Linked DNA regions of Zea mays: region 2 is linked to region 1. The links are chromatin contacts, called in public Hi-C maps. All regions are on one chromosome and are shown on one strand. The core of a region is the stretch at or near the end of the contact, and the rest is flanking DNA. Distances in the headings are between cores, read along the strand shown. Region 1 holds the start of LOC103643915. Region 2 holds the start of LOC100381461 (Protein kinase superfamily protein).

What was found. A called contact is a pair of places that touch in the nucleus more often than the background predicts.
Region 2: a Hi-C map of tassel shows a contact between it and region 1, with 3 times the contacts expected there. The contact joins the promoter of LOC100381461 here to the promoter of LOC103643915 in region 1. A contact is called at or near these places in 5 of 25 Hi-C or Micro-C datasets (bundle sheath, ear, leaf and 2 more).

The regions. Positions count from the first base shown.
Region 1 is chr1:275,619,580-275,622,279 of Zm-B73-REFERENCE-NAM-5.0, reverse strand. It overlaps LOC103643915, which reads left to right and starts at 1,311. Exons shown (of 10, transcript XM_008667084.3): 1 at 1,311-1,582; 2 at 1,733-1,939; 3 at 2,084-2,344. The coding sequence starts at 1,457.
Region 2 is chr1:275,835,830-275,838,639 of Zm-B73-REFERENCE-NAM-5.0, reverse strand. LOC100381461 (Protein kinase superfamily protein) reads left to right here and starts at 1,388. Exons shown (of 7, transcript NM_001320811.1): 1 at 1,388-2,004; 2 at 2,673-2,810. The coding sequence starts at 1,575.

The sequences.
Region 1 (2,700 bases), core at 62-2,561:
CACATGATATATAGCGTTTTACTGTGTATGCACATTTGGTGCTAGCAGGAAGGCATGGGGGGTTTGAAACTCAGCAAGGCCAAATCATGGATACATGATTGAAGCTGGGCGCGCGCGGGCCAGCAGTGCAGTTGAGTTGCAATTGCAACCACTGGCACTGTTTGTTTTTGGAACAAAAGCTTGTGAACACACGCTGCCCCCAACTCCCAATCTGGCGTATGGTGTGTGGTCGATTTTTTAGCAGTGGTTGACCCCCACGAGTTGATCTACTCGATTTGCTTGCTTAACCTAAAGCGTGCAGATGAAGACCAAGAGCTCTTCCCGCGTGGAAATGAGAGGGAGAGGACTGCCGGAGCCTGCCTAATCATCAAACGACCAGAGATGCTAAAGTAGCACAAGCTACATATATATATATATGTGTGTGTAATAATTACCTAAAACAAACTCCGACGGCAACCCTTCCTGGTAGCTACTAGCTAGGCAGGTCAGCAGGTGCTAAACTGATTATTGGCAGGGCTCCCCCCATGCATGAAAAGTACGGCCCAACGTATTTCCGCTAGGACGCCGGACGTGTATGTGGTAGTGGTACGTAGAAAAGGCATCTCGTGACTCATGCGGACACGAATTTCAATCAGCCTGTACATACATGTACATACAGTAATACTGTATACTCCCTCCGTTTCTTTTTATTTGTCGCTGAATAGTGTAATTTTGCACTATTCAGCGAGAAATAAAAAGAAACGGAGGGAGTACTTGAAAGAAATGGATGAAGAAACGGAACTCAACGCATGGCATCTGTTCTCTTTGTTTTTGCGATGCAGTGCATGCATGCTACTATCCACTCGGTCTGCAAACTTTGACCCCAAGACTCTTTTTTTTTCTCTCAGACGACGCCGAACACGTACGCGTGCTTTTCCGTCACTGGAGCCGGCCGTGGTTATAACAATCGGAGCACGATCGTTCTGCGCTAACTACAAGATTAGGCATGCAAAACACACACACGCACACGAAACAGCAGGGCGCGCGGGCGCGCGCGCGCATCCACCCGTGCACCAAAACCCTGTCCCCTGTTTTTTGGCTTTGGGCTTTGGCGCAGCGCTGGGGCCGGGCCTACACGGAATCACCCCGGCCCCACCGGTGCTAGCTAGCACCTCACCGCCGCGGCCGACAGCGACGTCGGCGAGCGCGCGCGAGAGATCAGACCACCAACTAATCATGCAGGCAAGGCAACGACCCGCGGCCGGCTAGCTAGCCCGGTCGCTCTTGCTGTTGGCTTATATATGCCTTGGCTTCCCGACTCCAACCAACCTGACACGACGCCCCTCTCTTAGCTTCTCTGTCGTACCAGCAGCAGCAACCAACCCCCCCCCCCCCCCCCCCCGCCCTTAAACCCCTCGAGCTCGCGCGAGAGGCTGTGCGCTCAGCCGCCGATCGAATTGCTCTCGCTCGTCGATCCATGGGAGAGGCCGTCACCGCCGCGGAGCTGCTGTACGGCATGCCGTTGATCCGGTCGGTGGCCGGGGATGGCGCCGGCGCCGGCGTTGAGACCGCCGGCTGCGGTGCGCTGCTCGTGGAGCTCAAGGTGAGTCATCAATTTCAGTGTGGTCGATCGTGCTCTTTCCAGGGTTCACAATCTCGGCCAGTTTTTTTCACACTGAAATGAACGCCTTGATGGGTGGCTCGTGGATGATGGTGTCCTCGTTTGCGGTCGCGTGTGCGTGCGTGCGTGCAGCAACTGTGGGGGGAGATCGGGAAGAGCCGGGAGGAGCGGGAGCGGATGGTGCGGGAGCTGGAGGCCGAGTGCATGCGCGTGTACCGCCGCAAGGTCGACGAGGCCACCGGCGAGCGGGCCGCTCTGCACCAGTCGCTCGCCGCGGGGGAGGCCGAGATCGCCGCGCTCGCCGCCGCGCTGGGCTCCGACAGCGGCCCTCAGCTCAAGGTATTAACCTCTTTCCATAATCTCCTTCTCCTCGTTCCCGACCCCATGCATGGCCTACAGTGCTCTGGATGCAAAAACACGTTGTAAGTTGATTTTAGCTAACGATAGGTACGCGCCGTCGCGCGCGCGGTCTCCTTCCTTCAGGTGAACAAATGGACCATGTCGCTGACCGAGCGCGTGTCGTCGGCAACAGCCCTGCTGGAAGAGCTGAGGGCGGTGAAAGCAGAGCGGAGCAGACAGTTCGCCGACGTCCGGTCAGAGATCGAGAAGATCACCGCCGAGATCGCTGGGAGGAGCTACGGCTACGAGGGCTCCCCCCGGGCCAGCGAGGTGGGAGAACACGACCTGACGATCAGGAGGCTGAACGAGTACAGGGCGCGCCTCACGAGCTTCCAGAAGGAGAAGGTACGGTAGCTGACTGACGCATCCCTGGTTCTGTTTCTGAAACTTCTGAACTCGCAGGCACCCATTAAGGACAGTGTTTCTGAGAACAAAACCGAATTGACAGATCCATTCAGCGACTGCTTAACATAAATCACTGATTAACAGAAAGAAACACCCAGCTCTGACCTTAGGTGAGACATGCCTGTCAAGTGTCAACTAGCAGGAGGTCACACGTCAGTCAGTTTTAGGTCCTACGGCTACTCTTGTGGTCATGTCGTTCCGTTGGTTCGTCAGTCAGTTCGCAGACGCTTTCCTGGTAGCATGACACTGCCGGTTCAAGAAGCATGTCAGTGCGTCACATCCCCAGGATGTTGATG
Region 2 (2,810 bases), core at 139-2,638, 220 kb before region 1:
CCTGTTCGTCCAGCGGTACAGGCACGGACGTCACTCCTGCCTGTCCGTGAGGCTCAAGCTCAAGGCCAGCCAGCCACACGGGACCAGGGGTTTTGAACGCCCAAGGGTAACACTAACGATTTGCAATTTTGCATTGCGATGCACACACACACAAAAAAAAACAAGATTATCTGCGTCGTGCGAATCGGCGTCCCCCGCCCCGATCCCGCGAGACACCAACAAACGAGCTGGACTGGAACGGGAAGAAAGGAGAGAGAAAAAAACATTTCCCATTTCCCTTCCTTTTCCTCTCTCGCTGGGTCATGGTCATGGGGCTCTTTCCGGTCTCACGCACGCACACCACCACCACCACCACCACCCCGAACCCGAATATGCTGCCCCCAGCCGCGCCGGCCGCGCCCTGATCCCCTCACCCGATGCGCCATCCCCGCCGCCTCCCCCTCCTCCGCTGCCACGCCGCCGCCGGATCCGTTCCCGCCCGGCCACCCTGCGCTCTCGGCGGCGACGGGTCCCGCTGACCGCCCTGGGCCCGGCCCGCTGCCCCCATCGTGCTTGCCCCACCCACCTCCGCCTCGCGCCGGCGCGGGGTGCGGCGACGGCCGCTAGGGTTTCCGGGGCTGTCGCCTCGCGGTCCCCTCCCCCCGCGGATTCGCGCCCTTCCCCTACGGGCGCGCGTCGCGCTTAGGGTGTGCGTGGGTTTGGACTTCTCCTCAGCTTGGCTTGCGGTCGCGCGGTCCCGAGGAGCTCCACGGAAGCTTGATTTGTCAGGTGGGGGGGTTTCGAGGCAGAGACGCCGATCTGCGGCTGCCGGCGCCGCGGCATTGCGCCGCTTCCTAAGTCCCCGAGTGTCCGGAGCCTCCGATTCGGCTGGTCTGGGAGCTGGGCTGCGACGGGTGCTGCCTTCAGCTCCTCTTCGGCATCACTGTAAGCGTTTCAGGGTTCTCGCTTCTGGCTGGGGCTACCTGATATTGGAGGGAAACATGTCGGAGAACATTGATCTGGTGCTCGAGTTCCTGCGGAAGAACCGGTTCGCCAAGGCAGAGGCAGCTCTCCGTGGGGAGCTCACCGGACGCGCTGATTCGAACGACATGGCCACGCAGAGGCGCGTTGCTGAGCTGAAAGAAGGCGAGGAGCAGCAGGAGGGCTTGGTGGGTTCCAATGTAGGGCCCAAGGGTGCTGCGGCAGCGAGGAGTGCGGACTCGTCGAGGGAGTTCATCGTGAAGGAGATTGATGTTGGAGCCCTGCCGAATGGTTCGGATGGGAAGAAGGGGTCCGGGATTGGCCAGCCTCAGGATAACGTGGGGGATCTGTATCCTTGGACCTTCAGCATTGCAAACAGCACTGCAGAACAGCTAGCTGAGCTGCTGGTGTCGGAGGAGGTGCCAAGACATAGGCGTGGTGCGGTGCTGGCAGAGAAGAGGGATCGAGGTGTTGGGACCGAGCAACCTGGCCCGGTGCTGGAGCAAAAAGTCTCTTTTGGAAGAGGGAAAGGAAAAGTTGATGCTGCTGGGAGGACTGAGAACAGTGAACAGTGCCATTTTAGGGATAAAAGTCTAGTACCAGAAAAAGAGGAGATGCTGAATGGTTGCACAGTTAAGACGGTGCTTCCATTCCCCACGGAAAACCCGTCATCTAGCTACAATAGCACACACCATGAAAATGAGAGGAAAGAAGTAAAGAGGAGCAGTAATGCAGATGGTGTTGGAAAAGGAGCAAAAGGACATCTTGATGAGGGGAACAGGCAATACTACTTTGAAAAATCCCTAGATACAGATCTGGTGTCTGACCGATGCTTCGATTTACAGCTTGTTGGAGATAGTCAGCGTGAGGAGCTTCCGAAGTTACCTCCAGTGAGGCTCAAGTCCGAAGATAAGCTAGTCAACATGAACTGGGAGGAAAAGATCAATCACCATGGATCTGGGGCCAAGCAATCTAGTGCTGATCATGCTTTTATGATTGGGTCTTATCTCGATGTTCCCATTGGGCAAGAGATAACATCTTCAGGTATGTTGCTAGTGAGTTCAATAGTGATATGGCACATCAATTTACTAGGCAAGACCACAATAAATGCAAAATTTCCCAGGCCGTAATGCTGACTTTAGTTCTGTAGACCAAAAAACTTGAATGTTTGACTAATGTTCATGTTTTCTGTATCGTATTTGTGACCGATTAAGGACATTGGTCGATCTGTAGTTTACTGCTGTACATTTGTTATAACAATACAGAATAAAAACCTCATCTGACCTTGTGAAATGTTGCCTACTGGTGTTAGTAGTACATTACTGAATTACCAACATTTATTTGTTATCTTCATTGACATGGCTAGACACATCCTAAGTAGCTCACTTGTGATACTTGCTGTATCATGTATAAATTATTAGTAACGATCCATATGTTGTGATTCAATTGTTTAAAATAATGCTTTCACCCCAAAAAAAGAAGAGAGGAGAGAATAATTGACTGGCATTTTATGTTTCTGTAGTTGCTGTGTTTAATGGTTTCTTTCTTTCCCCGACGTTTCATCTTTCTATAGTTGTTTTGCTTTCCATTCATCTTCTTTTTTCCCCGAAGTGTGAGGTGATGACTCCGCATGTCCTTAATGCTGATTATTTTAATTTTTCTGTGTCATATTGTTTGGCTCCAGAATAATGACATTGCACTCACATATTCAGGTGGAAGACGTACAATCGGCAGTAGTTGGTTGTCTGTCAGTCAAGGTATTGCAGAAGATACCTCCGATCTGGTATCTGGTTTTGCAACACTTGCTGACGATTCACTTGAATATCCAATTGGTGAATACTGGGATTCTG